Linked DNA regions of Sus scrofa: regions 1 and 2 are each linked to region 3. Evidence: chromatin contacts called from public HiChIP or PLAC-seq and promoter capture Hi-C data. All regions are on one chromosome and are shown on one strand. The core of a region is the stretch at or near the end of the contact, and the rest is flanking DNA. Distances in the headings are between cores, read along the strand shown.

Region 1 (4,636 bases), core at 1,699-4,198, 960 kb after region 3:
AATCGGAGCTACAGCTGCTGCCTACACCACAGCCACAGCAACGCAGGATCCGAGCCACATCTGTGACCTACACCGCAGCTCATGGCAATGCCAGATCCTTAACCCACTGAGCAGGGCCAGGGACTGAACCTGCATTCTCATGGATATTTATCAGGTTCTTAACTGCAGAGCCACAGCGGGAACTCTCTAGATCAGGATTTTTTTTTTTTTTTTAACTTTATCTACTGTTGTTTGGGGCAGGATTATTACCTACGTGGGGTGGTCATCCCCGGCCTCCATTAGATGCCAGTAGCCCCGCCTCCAGCCCTTTCCAGGCTTCAGGATAAAAATTGTCTCCAGGCATTGCCAAATGCCTGCTGGAGGCAAAATCAACTCCACGTGAGAATCACTGTGATGTGGATTATCTTTTTATTCCTCACAATACAGCACTCCCACCCCAGGCCTAATTAATCAGAAACACGAGGGTCAGGGCCCTGAAGTCTGTTTTTCTTTGTTTTTTTTTTTTGTCTTTTTGCTATTTCTTGGGCCGCTCCCACGGCATATGGAGGTTCCCAGTCTAGGGGTCGAATCGGAGCTGTAGCCACCGGCCTACGCCAGAGCCACAGCAACGTGGGATCCGAGCCGCGTCTGCAAGCTACACCACAGCTCACGGCAACGCCGGATCGTTAACCCACTGAGCAAGGGCAGGGACCGAACCCGCAACCTCATGGTTCCTAGTCGGATTCGTTAACCACTGCGCCACGCCGGGAACTCCTGAAGTCTGTTTTTCAAGGGGTTCTGAAGTTTGAGAACCACGGGCTCCTTGACAGAGCTCCAACTCCGTACCTGGGCAGAGAAGCCCTGACTTCATTTCTAACAAGGCCCTTCTTCTCCAGCCTGTCCTCCTCCACACCCTGGACACCCTTGAATTTCATTCTTTCATCAGCTATCCAACAGGTATTTATCCGAGTTCCCATCGTGATGCAGTGGAAACGAATCTGACTAGGAACCATGAGGTTGAGGGTTCGATCCCTGGCCTCAATCAGTGGGTTAAGGATCCAGCGCTGCCCTGAGCTGTGGTGTAAGTCAGACTCAGCTTGGATTCTGCATTGCTGTGGCAGGCAGCTATAGCTCAGATATGACCCCTAGCCTGGGAATTTCCATATGTTGCAAGGGCGGCCCTAAGAAGCAAAAAATAAATCAAAAAAACCCCCAAGTATTTGTCTTTCTTTTCTAAGCACAGGTCACATAAGCACAACAATGGAGCTCTTAAGTGGCTGGCCAACTAGAGGCTGGGGTGCTCCAGCCCTTCTGCCCCGAGGGTTTACACGGTGTGGTCAGTGTAAGCCAAAGCCTCCGTTTTTTTGTTTTTTCATTTTTTGTTTTTTTTAAGTGTACTTGACTTACAATGTTGTGTGTCCATTTCTGCTGCACAGCAACGTGACCCAGTCATACAAATACATACATTTTTCCTTTTTTTTTTTTTTTTAAAGCCTCCATCTTTGTGCCTCCTTCTTCCTGGAGAACTCTTTGTCTTTTGCAGCTCATTCTCAAATGTCCCTCGTCTTTAGATGATTCAGAGGGCTAATCCCTAGTTTCCCTTGAACATTCCCTAGCCTTACACAGACGCTTTCTTTTTTTTTTTTTTTTTTTTCTTTTTAGGGCCGCACTTTCCAGCACATGGAAGGTCCCGTGCCAGGGGTCGAATCGGAGCTGTAGCTGCCAGCCTCTGCCGCAGCCACAGCTCATGGAAACACCAGGTCCCCAACCCACGGAGCAAGGCCAAGGATGGAATCCTCATGAATTCACGTCGGATTTGTTTCCAGGGCACCACAACGGGAACTCCCACTCTTGTTATTTCCCATGGTGGCATTAACGTGTGTTTACGGGTCTCTTAGAATACAGGTTACATGTGGGAAGAGCCTTGTTCATCTTTGTACAGCCAGCCTGATGACAGTGGTCACGAACCCAGCAGACATCAGAATCATCTTCCCAGACCTACAGGTCTTACAAATCCATATATCCATGTGTATATATATATATATATATATATATATTTTTTTTTTTTTTTCTTTTACCAGCCACATGTGCACCATATGGAAGTTCCCAGGCTGGAGGTCGAATGGGAGCTGCAGCTGAAGCCCAAGCCACAGCCACGGCAATGCTGTCTCCCAGTTGCATTGGCAACCCACCACGCAGCGGGTGGCAACAGCGGGATTCTAAACCCAGTGAGCAAGGCCGGGGATGTACCCGCGTCCCCATAGATACTCGTCAGGTGCTTAACCTGCTGAGCCACCACAGGAAGTCCTACATTCGTATTTTAAACTCTTCCCCATACCAATAATTGGTTGAATTATTGCCCAATATCTTCCTGCATGCAGCAGGCAATGGATAAAGATTTTGCGAATGTCCGATCAATGCCTTAGCGAGGCTGCGGGGGGAATCATCTCTGCCTTCCCCTCGGCTTGCTTCTCCACTTGCACTTTCTTTCGCGTTTTGATTTCACTTTCCATGTCCTTTACCTTGAAAGTACATGGTAAAAAACCAAACAGCCCTCATGACTGTTCAACGGCCAAATTTTGTTCAGATGCTTTTAATTATTCACCTAATCGCTGGCATCTGAAGGTTAATACATTGCTCACAGCTCAGTATCCAGCAGGAACGTCACATTAGGGGGAGCTGGTAAACTCTCCCTAAAGTGTCTTTCCGGGTTTTAGTCACCTTGAGGCTACTCCTCAAAGTGTCCGGGACTGATCGCAGATCAAACCTTGTAAACCATAAAACAACTTTATAAGCTTTTAGGGAGGTTGTGAGGCCTTGATCGAACTCACCTGTAGCTGGGGGCCCACCTCCACTCCACACCCCGGGCCGGGCGCCTCGCTGTGGGCGGGAGCTGCGGGCTGAGGTCAGGATAGAGGGAGCCCAACAGGAACAGGGAAGGGGAGGTCCCGGCGGGTGGCGCCGCCCGCCCGCCGCAAGTATCGAGAAATCGAAACTCAGCTGTTCAAACAGCTGCCGCCAAACTTCGGAATCGCCTCTCCAACTTGGGAATCGCATCTCCAGACCCGCGAAGCGTCCAGGCGCCTCCAGCATCCCTCCAGCGGCGGCGGCAGTCCGGGCGCCGCGGGCTCTGAACCATGTACACTCGCAGTGCGGTGCTGGGCTCGGGGGTCCGAGCCCCCGCTGCCTCCCGCCCTGACCGGGACCCCCCTGAGCGGCGCAGGGAGCTGGGCCCGCCGCAGGGCGCCGGGCAGGGTTTGGAGGCGGCTGCCGAGAGTCCTTCGCGGGAGAGCCTGGAGCACGAGCGCCCGAGGTTGTAAGTATTTAACCACCTGTCCTGTGTGTGGGGGGGAGCTCAGCCCCCCCCAACCGACCCATAGGTACTTCCCAGCTCATTGGAGTTTGAATCACAGTGGTTCATTTATTTACGGGTCTCTGAGAAAATGAAGCCTCCTTGGTCCGAACTGTAGCATCTATGAATTAGCTTATAAATTGAGTGTGCCAGTCCGGGGTCCTTTGCTCAACATCCGAGCCTCCCCCCCGCCCCTCCTTTCAAGAACACGACCTTCCTGATCTTGTCACTAGCTGCAGGACCGAAAAACTGGGTGTGTAGTAAACGCCTAGGCTTCTTACTCATTTTCCAGATGTCTCCAGAACACATGCTCTTAACTAGTATGGACATATTCTTTTTCCTTTCTTAATTGTTATTTTTGATTTTTTTATTACTCACTGAATTACATTTATAGGTGTACAATGATCATCATATTATATTTAAAAAAAGAAGGAGTTCCCTTCGTGGCTCAGTGGTTAACAACTCCAACTAGGAACCGTGAGGTTGCGGGTTCGATCCCTGGCCTTGTTCAGTGGGTTAAGGATCAGGCGTTGCCATGAGCTGTGGTGTAGGTTGCAGATGAGGCTCGGATCCAGAGTTGCTGTGGGTTTGGTGCAAGCCGGCGGCAACAACTCCGATTCGACCCGTAGCCTGCAAACCTCCATATGCCATGGGTGCAGCTCTAAAAGGTCAAAAGACAAAAAAAAAAAAAAAAAAAAGCCCCAAATAGTATCTTCACATCAGATGTCAGGTTACCGGTGAAGAGGGTATAGGTTATGGGGTAGAATATGCAAATGCTGCTCCTAGGAGTCTGCATCCCAGCGAAATTCCCATTTTAAGGTAGCTTCTTAGGACCAGAGAGGATGGGAGTGGCTGCAGTGTTTCTTGTTGCTGGCGTTGACAAGTGCTCTACACAGGAACAGGTAGGTAGCATTTCTTCTTGGTCTTTAGTTCAGGGGTCTTTGGTACAGTTGCCATCCTGGATGCATTTATTATGTAAAGTGTCAGTGAGTCTTTCTTTCCCACCCATGGACTGAGCTGTTTTAACGCAACAATATGGTTTGTAAAGATGTTGCTGCTTTTGAAGTGCTGCCTCTGTGAACTGGAACTTTCTAGATTCACTTTCATTTCACCTTTTGCACTGACTTCTAGTCCCCTGAAAGACAAAATGCTGGTTGCTAAGGAACAATATTTAACCTTATGACCAATGAACAGATTTTCTTACATCCTTTAACGTTTGAAAGAATTCTTTTTTTTGTTTTGTTTTGTCTTTTTAGGGCCGCATTTGTGGCATATGGAGGTTCCCAGGCTAGAGGTCAAATGGGA
Region 2 (5,082 bases), core at 27-2,526, 830 kb before region 3:
TGTGAACGTGTCTCATACACACAGTAGGTTTGCAGCCAGCAAGTTGTGGTCTTCCTCCAGAGCTTCGCGAAGTTTCAATGGTGTTGGCCTCTCCCTTAGGGGAGCTTGATTTGTGTGAATACATGTCGAAGTCGTTTCTATTTCAGGGCTTTTTCCACCCCTGCTCTCCTGTTGCCGAATGTCACACGGAGGCCTTAAGAGAACCTCAGTCAGGGGCAGATCGAGAACTTTCGAAGACCCTTGGGCAGGTGGGGCCAGAGGGGGGAGTAAAGGAGAACCAGAACCAGCTTTTAACCAGGCTCCAAAGGGTCCAGCTCAAGTGAAAACAACTTCTGTGTGGTTTAAGCCACCACGAGGACACCGGGACCAGAGCTCTCCCACGCGGGCTGGCCCAACAACTGGTTCTTTGCGCTTCCTAATCCCCGCAGCCGCCTCTAAGGCAGAAGCTGCGCCGGAGGGATGCTGCTTCCGGCCGCGGCCGGGCTGGGGAACCGCGGGGAACCTTCCATCAGTCATGCCTGCTGGCAGGGAGGGACATGCTCCAGTTCTTAAATCTACCTTCACAAACCACCTTCGTCTACTTTCAGGGACACAAAGCCCGCCTTTTGCCGTTGAGTCAACAGAACCTGGAAAGTTCCAGGCTTCCAGGCAGCCCTCGCTCCGGTTTCTTGAGGGCAAAGAGACACTCTCTGGGGACGGGATGGGGCCGGCATAGCGCGGCGAAGAGAGACAGACGCCCGGGCGCTGAGGACACCCAGGCTTTGAGGCCCAGTGGTCGGGGGCGCACAGCCGGCGCGTGGCCGGGCGCGCGGGTCTGCCCGAGGGCACAGAGGCGAGCCTGCTGCCCTCGGAGCCGCGGCCGGGAGGCTGGTCAGCGGCCGCCAGAGACCGGGCGCCCAGCCCACTGCGGTCTCTTTTCACGGCTCCACACGGCACTTGTTTCTTATTAATGAGTCTACATTCCAAACCCCCGTCCTTCGGTGCTCTGCCGGATTTCTTGTGAGGAATTGTGAATAATGACTCATCAGCCTACAGTCTACACCGGTGTATACGCGGTGTCTAGAATGAGGAGCCTGGAAGAGACCTGAAAAGACGCCAACGTGAGGAGAAAAAGAGATTCGACTCTTCACCTCAAGGCTCCACAGGATAACGCGGACCCGAGGCGTTCCCGCATGCGCAGAAGCGGGTCTGACACAGAGGGCTGGGCGGGGCAAGAGGCAATCAGGCGGAAGACTCAATCTGTCTAGATTGGCAGGCGTGTTCGTCGTCTCCCACATGGTCTAGCGGTTAGGATTCCTGGTTTTCACCCAGGCGGCCCGGGTTCGACTCCCGGTGTGGGAACGCCAGTACTTCCTTTTTGAAAAGTAACCAACAGCAACCCAACTCAAGTTCCTCTTAACTAGGGAAAGATTAGTCTTTTCGGTAAACGGTATAACCTCATTTTAGGGCAGCCAGGAGAGACTGAGGCTGAAGACTCAGGCTGTTCCCTGGATCCGGCATGGGCACACAGCCCACACAAACCCAGTCCGGTCCTGGAGCCGGAGAGGAGGAAGTTAACTTGGACTTGGACCGTGCCAGATTAGCTTTTGAAATGTTGCTTACATCTCAGGAGCCTTGAGCCAGCCATCCTGTGCTAAGATAAATGTTTCAGCTGATTTTTCTGCGTAATTTCTCTTTGTACTATGAATAGGAGCCAAACGACCAAAAAGTGCTCTTCTTTGAAAGAAAAAAGAAAAGACACATTGTAGGACATTGCAGGGCTTTTAAACTGCCGAAAGCCATCCGTTCCTTCGAGAACGACAGCAAGGTTTTTCTGAAAAGAAGTATTATTGAGGGCAAAGGAGGTCAGTGTACAATCTATTGGGTTTCACTAAACCAGTTATTGGGGGGGGCAGGGGGCAGGGAGGAAGAAAAGAAAATTAGGTTATTACAAATATTGAAGAGCGAGGCAATGGCAAAAAAACCACTTTCTTCTCACGCCCTAACATATTTATTTGACACATTCTGTTTTAAAAACGTCAAGAATTCATGATATGCTCAATAAGATCTCTAGAATTAGAAATCTTAGTACTGATGTGTGACCAGTTTCCAACTGTTTCCCAAATAAGTGCATCTTTTGCTGGCATAGTTTATCTCTCTTACCTCTCCAAACATTTGCCATTAGGGAAAACCTCCAGGCATTTAGAAGCCGCACTCTTTCCCATTGGTGTTGAACTGTTTGAAACTCCCCCAGTTTGTTCCCAGACTGCCATTAACACTGAGGAATGACTGTGAAAAAGACTTGGCATCCAAAGGACTTTGAAATTTCCTCTCTTTTTAAAGTCCTTCGGGATTTTAAGGGACAGAAAAATGTCATCCTTCATGAGAAAAATGCTAAGCTAAATAGATGCTTATTCAGAATTCCTAATACAGAGCTTGGAGCAGAAACTGATCATCAGCAGGTACTCTGCATTTATTGAATTGAGTGGGACAGGATTGATAGGAAAATTAAAAGCCTAATCACAATAATACTACTTATTGAGCACATGCTATGAACTAGGCTAAATGTTTTACATACCTTTTTAAATTCGATCTTTATTTTGTTATTAGATAATATTATTATGCCTCTATCAGCCAGGAGCCCAGTAGGAAACTGATGACATTCTTAGCAGAGTTTAATAACAGGACTATTTATGATTTAACCACAAAAAATTATGCAGTCCTCAGGGCTCCCGGGACTAAAATGAGGAAAGAGGAGTTCCCTGGTGGCCTACCTGTTAAAAATCTGATGTTGTCATTGCTCTGGCACTGGTTCTATCCCTGGCCCAGGAACTTCTGCACGTGGATGGGCAAGGCCAAAACAACAACAACAAAAATCCCCAAACTAAAATAAAATGAGCAAGGAGAGGAAGGGTAGTTGATGGACAAGGCTGCCACTTAGGAGCTATGTTTTTTGTTTGTTGTTTTAAAACTTTCTTTCATATGGCAAGTGAGTTCCATTCACGTGAAGGTTGTTAAATAAACTCATCCTATGTACTGTTCATTTCCATAAAATAGATTTGTGGCCTCACAAAATTTGACAAAAGTTTCTTTTGGATGCAAATGATACTTAAGAGCCCCAGAGCATGGTAGATACTTCTACAGACACGTACTTAATAAAAGGAAGAGCTTAACTTTGTGGGGAGGTGGTTGCTTGCATTATATTTGTCATTTTTACTGCCTCGTATTTTACAAAACGTTTTTCCATAATTTTTATTAATCATCTTTATAATCAGTCTAGAGTCATACACTGAACTGCAAATGCCCTTTGCAGCCATTTAATGGAACCCCTCATTTTACTCATGAAGCATTGGTTCTGGATTTTATGCCTCTGATTCCCTAGTATTGGCCTTTAGATTGTATCCCCTCCCTACCCTTTTTATTTTTATTTTATTTTTTTGTCTTTTTTTAGAGCCTATGGGGCGTATGGAAATTCCCAGGCTAGGGGTCGAAGCAGAGCTGCAGCTGCCTGCCTACACCATAGGTGCAGGAGCGATAGATCTGTTCCAAGAACACATCTGTAATCAACGCCACCCTGGATCCTTAATCTCCTGAGCAGGACCAGGAATTGAACCCACATCCTCATGGATACTAGTCTGGTTCTTCACCCACTGAGCCACAATGGGAACTCCCCCACATTGAATCTTTCATGGTATCCTGGCCTGATACCACTCCCTCTTAAACTACTGGGTGCAGAGAAGATGAATTTTAAAAATTCTATGGTATCTCGCTTTTGGTCAGTGGTTAAGGCATAGCTGCATTAACATAGTTGTAACAATTTTTGTTTGAAATTTTGAGTTATTAAAATTTTTTTATTCACCATATTATCATTTCTAGAAAGTGATGATTGTTATTTGGAGTATTTGAACTAGGCATATGTTCTCAATATGCTTCCATTTTTGCATACGGTCATGAACTCTGAGAGGGTCTGCATAGAGATTGTTTTAAGCGCGCCCATGTGGGTATATAGAGTCACATAGATTTGTATGTATGTTCCCTCAGAGATATGCTGCATACAAAAAAATTCCTAAATATGGAGTTCCCATTGTGGCTCAGTGGAAACGAATCTGACTAGTATCCATGAGGACGCATGTTCGATCCCTGGCCCCACTCAATGGGTTAAGGATCCAGCGTTGCCATGAGCTGTGGTGCAGGGTGCAGAAGTAGCCTGGATCTGACGTTGCTGTGGCTGTGGTGTAGGCCACCAGCTACAGCTCTGATTTGACCCCCAGCCTGGGAACCTCCATGTGCCTCTGGTGCAGCCCTAGAGAGACTAATAATAATAATAATAGGGAGTTTCTGCTGTGGCACAGTGGTTAACGAATCCGACTAGGAACCATGAGGTTTTGGGTTCGATCCCTGGCCTTGCTCAGTGGGTTAAGGCTCTGGAGTTGCTGTGAGCTGTGGTGTAGGTCGCAGATTCGGCTCGGATCCCTAGTTGCTATGGCTCTGGCGTAGGTGGGTGGCTCCAATTCGACCCCTAGCCTGGGAACCTCCATATGCCGTGGGAAGCAGCCCTAGAAAAGGCAAAAAGTGGCCAAAAAAAAATAATAATAATAATTTCCTAAATAATCAGAACATTAACACTTCATATTAATACAGGAGAGGGAAAGCAAATATGAACTTTAACTCCCCCACATTGTAAAGCTGAACAACTTGGAAAAACACTGACTATGTGGAAAATCACTGGAACAAATAATCAAAAAATCAATTTGCAAACACCTAGAAGACCACAGGGTACTGGGTAGTCACCCCACATAGCTTTGTGGGAAACAAGCCTATCCAATGAATCTAATTTCCTTTTGTCACAGAGTGACAGGCATGGTGGATGCGGGGGAACATTCAAGATAATCTATCCTGATTTAAGAAACCTTGGGATTTTGTACTTTGCTGAGTACTCATGAAGAAAATATAAGTGAGACTATTGCTGTCTGGCAAAACACATCCAAACCGAAGTTCAAGGCTCAGCTTCACCCGAATAGGCAACTTACTCTCATTCTACACAGAAATGACCTTGTTCTGCTTCCCAAGTCTCTTCTGCCTGGATTCCATTTTTTTTTTTTT
Region 3 (4,925 bases), core at 738-3,237:
GTTTCTAATTCACAATTATGATGGTCACAGCTGATGTTACTGCAACACATTATGCAGAGGAACTTGGCCTTGGCACCATGGTGGTATTGGACAGCATTCAATGTCTTTAGTAATGTCTGATGACAGCTTTTTTGAGAGTTCAATTGCAAACCAAAGAGATCAATCAACACTACTTCTGCCATCCTTCCATACGATACAAAGTTCTTCAAAGAAGGTTTTTGTGCCCCCAATCACCTGTAAAGAAAAATGAGCATTAAGTAAGAATGAAAAATTATATCAATCTCTTTAGAGTTAGTTACAAAAGAAATTTTTGGATGATTAAAAAGATTTGCGTTGATTTAAAAATATAGGGAGTTCCCATCATGGCTCAGTGGAAATGAACCTGACTAGCATCCATGAGGACGCAGGTTTGAGCCCTGGCCTCGATCAGGTGGATTAAGGATCCGGTGTTGCGGTGAGCTGTGGTTTAGGAGGCAGACATGGCTTGGATCTGGCGTTGCTGTGGCTGTGGTGTAGACCGGCAGCTGTAGCTCCGATTTGACTCCTACCCTGGGAACCTCCATATGCCGTGGGTGCGGCCATAAGAAGACAAAAAAATAAAATAAAATAAAAATATAACCAAAATACTAGACTCCTCCCATTAAAGCTAGTCCACTATTAGTCATAAGAGAACCATGACAATGAAAGCAAAGCCATCTCTAAATTCATTTTGTGAAAGTACTTACATCTTTCTGGCTTAGAACAACAGTTTTTGTTTTGTTTTTACATAGCAAATTTTAAGCAAGTAAATTACTTGTTGACTTAGACAAAGTCCTATTTTTTAATTACAGGGTGTCAACTTATCACTATATCATTAATCCTCACATGGCTGGCTTGTTAGATCACAGCTCTTTATATGAAATATGTCAGCCTGAAGTTCGATAGGTTAAATAGAGCTGCACTTAAAAAGTGCTTTTCTTCTTTGAGGAAAAGTTGCGTTTTTTGTTTTTGTTTTTTCAGAAACAGACTTAGAGATCCAGAGAACAAAATAGTGGTTACCAATGGGGGGGTGCGCAAGATAGGGGTAGGGATTAAGAGATAACAAACCACCGTGTCTAAAATAAGCTACAAGGTTATACTGTATAGCACAGAGAATATAGCAATATTTTGTAACTTTAAATAGCGTGCAATCTATAAAAATGTTGAATCGCTATGTCGTACACCTAAAACTAAAACTGTACATCAAAACTGTACTAAAAATTGCGTTTCTGAGGAGATCAGAGTTGACTGAGACGTTTCCCTCCAGGATTCACACAGCTCTCAGGAACAGCAAGGACCACAAGAGCAACAGCGACTGAGACCAGCTGGGCAGCCCACCGCTCTCCTCCCGACTCCCCGCCCCTGCGCCGGTTTTCTCACCTCCGGCCCCTGCCCTCCCACCCCAGGCTGTGGGTCTCTCTGGTGACCCGCCTCGGAGACACCGCCCCCGCCCCCGACAGTTTCCTCCGCGGTCACTCCTAGGCCCCTCCCTCTGCACTGTGGAAAGCCTGGGGGGCGCGACCCCACCCGCCAGGACCGCTGTCCAGACTCCGCCTGCCCTTCAGGACTTTCTGACGGTCGGACGCACACCGAGCCTGTGCTCCGTCCTCGCCTGAGGCACGTCGAGCTCGGTTCCACCTTCGGCCCGCGCGGCGAACTCGGAGACGTCTGCTGCCCCCGACGCCCGTCCTGAGGCTGAACGCGACCCGGCGGCCGCGAGCGCGTCCCGGGGCGTCCTAAGCCCGGACCCGCCGCTGTGTGGGCGGCGCCCGTCCCGCCTCATCTGCCCGAGGGCCGCGGAGGCGCGGCTGGGCCGGCGGGGAGCGACGCGGGGGGTGGACGCGCCCGAGTGCGGGGAAGCGTCAGCAGTTCCGGGTCAGGCCGCCTGCCCGCACTCGCCGCCTGGCGCCCGGAGGAGGAACGAGAACCGGAGTCGCGACGGGCCTTGCGGCCTGAACCAGGCGGGTCCGCGGGCGGGAGGCGGGGCGGGGGCGGGGACGGGCCGCGTGGGGCGCGGGGCCGGCTTCCCGACGGGGCGGGCGGCCTGGGGCCTCGGGTCGACCGCCGCCTCCCTTCCCGGGGCGGGCGAAGCCCTTTCCCCGCGTTCACGCTTACAGTCGCGGCCTGAAGAGCCGCCGGCCAGCGGCGCGGTCGGTCGCGACAGGGTTTCATGTCCTGAGCACAGCCCTCCCCCCCAACCTCGTTCCGTTAGGCCCCGGCAGTCTGTCCCACCCAGGTTCTAGTAATAGGCTTCCTTGGGGCAGGGGGAAGGGATTGTTTTCTGTTGCGTTTGGTTTGGTTTTGTTCTTTAACTGTTTTGCTTTGTTTGCAGAAATAAATTGGCTGAGCTTTCTCTTTTTGCTGATCCTGCCTAACTTGCTGACTAGACTTGACAGGTCCTTCGCTTGTGTTGATAAAGGGATGTTCTGTCCTGTGCGCCCTTTTAAAAATATGTTCCACGAGTAGAAAATTAGAAGCCTCGTTTTTCTGCCCTCAAAGAGCACAACATTCATTTATTTTAAAATATTGAGCAGCTCCTACGGATATGGAAAGCAGATGCTCTTTCTTCAACCTTCAAAGAGTAGAAGAGAGGGTGTTTCCTGTGTAACTGGTTATAATGGAAAGAGGTCCTTGTTTCTGATAGTTTCACATCATAAGTGAGGAACCTGTACCTGAAAGAAAGACTCTCAGCTATCTGGGAGTTTGAAGAGCTCTTGGAAGTGGGCGAGTGCTTCCGTTCTATTTGAGTAGAGAATGGGGTTACCAACCCTCGATAGGAAGCCACTGCTCATATCTGGCAGCTGTTTTTGTCAACATTTGTATTTTCATTATTTTTGCTGGATATTTGTTAAGTGCCCTGAGTGGTATATGGTGCCCTGATGAGAAGATTTACACTGCCCTGAGCTTGTTTTATGTTAAATATTACTGTAAGCACAAAAAGACAAAAAAAAAAAAAAAAAAAAAAAAAAAAGAAAAAAGAAAGGAGTTCCCGTCGTGGCGCAGTGGTTAACGAATCCTACTAGGAACCATGAGGTTGCGGGTTCGGTCCCTGCCCTTGCTCAGTGGGTTAAGATCCGGCGTTGCCGTGAGCTGTGGTGTAGGTTGCAGACACAGCTCGGATCCCACGTTGCTGTGGCTGTGGTGTAGGGCAGCAGCTACAGCTCTGATTAGACCCCTCTCCTGGGAACCTCCATATGCCACGGGAGTGGCCCTAGAAAAGGCAAAAAGACTATATATATATTACTGTAAGCAAAATAGACGTCTTTTAGTTACAAGCCTGGGTTAAAACATTTATCTCTGTTTTTATAGACAAATGGTGGGAATTCATTTTCTCTCATGCAACAGTAACAGTTAAAAAGTTAGGAGTTCTTTGGTGGTGCAGTGGGTTAAGTAAGGATCTGGTGTTGTCACAGCAGCGGCTTGGGTTGCTGCTGTGGTTCTAGTTCCAGTTCTAGCCTAGAACTTCCACATGCCCTTGGTGTGGCCAAAATAATAATAATTACAATGTATAACAGTAAAATGTTTAAAAAACTTTTAAATATTTCAAAATAGGGAAGTGGTCAAAGAATAGAAAATTTGTCATTATATTGTATTTACATACCATTTTCTTGCACCATCTGATCCTAGACTATGGCCTCATCTCTTAACACTCTTCCTCATCTCCATTCCCCCTGCTCCAGTGGCTCTCAATCCTGGCTGTTAGTAGGAACTATACCTAGAGCTTAAAAACATAAATCCAGGTGCCACCCTGCTCTAGATGTACCTTTGAATCAGAATCTCCAGCAGTCAAGTCTGGGCAAGTTTGGCTTTGTTTTTTGTTTTCTTTTAATCTTTACAGATGATTCAGATGCATAATTAGATTTGATAAAAAAAAAAAAACAACTTCCCTATTCCCAAGTCACGCAAGCTAAAAAGGGTGTTCCTTGGAACACCATATGATTTCATCCTTACATAAGCTATTCCTTCTACTTAGAACACCCTTCTCCTTTCATGTTTTTTTAACTGTTACTAGTTAGGACCCTTCAAGCTCAAACATAACTTACCTTGAGTTCCTATACCCTCACCAAGGAGAATTAACTGCTGCTGCTTTAGCATTTTTTTTTTTTTTTTTTAGTAGAGGACAAGCTCTCTCAAAGATACAGTCTGAACCCATAGCCAAACAATATATTGAAGTCAATGAAACATTAAATTGTACACTTCATAAAGACAAACTTGATAGTATATAAATTATATCTAAATCTGTTTAAAAGCAAAGTCACACCAGAGAGTCTTGAAAAAGTATATCATAATACTTTAAACATTTTTTAAACCTGAAACAACTGTGTATTTGCCGGTCTCGAGAAACTCTAAGGCCTCTCTTTTTCACGTGGCCTCCTGATCAGAGTTCTGCATCATCTCCCTTCCATAGACTATACCGATAAACCATCAGCTAAGATTTCTCAAGATTTCATTCTTTATGAGGAAAATAACTTAAAGGCACTTGTGTAGCTATCTGACTGCTATTTTTTCTTTATAATCTTTTATAGTTATTTCACACATTCAGACAACTCACTTTAGTCTTTCCAGACTATTAAACATATATTTTAAAGAAAGAACCAACATTATTTTTGTACTATTTTGTAGGTTTACATAATCTTTAATTGAACTATGAGAGCACAATGACAAGTACAAGCAGCATGAAAAGGTTTGGGAACAAACACAAATGACATTGTCATTTTGTAGAATTCCTCCGTTAGGAGCTTAAGTGGACAGACTCACTGGAGGGTAGCTTCCTAACCTTCAGCATTCAGTTTGTGCATTCATCATGGTCTGGGAATTAGCAGCTTATGATGAACTAAGGAAATAGAATGAGTTGGTTAAGAGTAGGTAGACTGAGAGTGCATTTGCCATACCCCCCTACATTTTCT

Evidence for each region. Promoter capture Hi-C pulls out the DNA fragments that hold promoters and counts their contacts. HiChIP or PLAC-seq counts read pairs in DNA pulled down with a chosen protein or histone mark.
Region 1: an H3K27ac HiChIP or PLAC-seq map of alveolar macrophages shows a contact between it and region 3. The contact joins the promoter of EPSTI1 here to the promoter of LACC1 in region 3. A contact is called at or near these places in 1 of 5 promoter capture datasets (fetal skeletal muscle) and 2 of 2 datasets of contacts at active chromatin or transcription factors (alveolar macrophages and skeletal muscle).
Region 2: a promoter capture Hi-C map of liver shows a contact between it and region 3, with 14 times the contacts expected there. The contact joins the promoter of LOC102159419 here to the promoter of LACC1 in region 3. A contact is called at or near these places in 3 of 5 promoter capture datasets (fetal liver, fetal skeletal muscle and liver) and 1 of 2 datasets of contacts at active chromatin or transcription factors (alveolar macrophages).

Annotation. Positions count from the first base shown.
Region 1 is chr11:24,114,043-24,118,678 of Sscrofa11.1, forward strand. It overlaps EPSTI1 (epithelial-stromal interaction protein 1), which reads left to right and starts at 2,949. Exons shown (of 11, transcript XM_003482896.4): 1 at 2,949-3,295. The coding sequence starts at 3,117.
Region 2 is chr11:22,323,570-22,328,651 of Sscrofa11.1, forward strand. LOC102159419 reads right to left here and starts at 1,277. Exons shown (of 3, transcript XM_021065393.1): 1 at 1,131-1,277; 2 at 1-1,029. The coding sequence starts at 1,277. The coding sequence ends at 316. TRNAE-UUC (a tRNA gene) reads left to right here and starts at 1,270; the gene lies at 1,270-1,341.
Region 3 is chr11:23,157,803-23,162,727 of Sscrofa11.1, forward strand. LACC1 (laccase domain-containing protein 1) reads right to left here and starts at 1,988. Exons shown (of 7, transcript XM_005668443.3): 1 at 1,607-1,988; 2 at 1-234. The coding sequence starts at 182. It overlaps CCDC122 (coiled-coil domain-containing protein 122), which reads left to right and starts at 1,859. Exons shown (of 5, transcript XM_021065620.1): 1 at 1,859-1,979.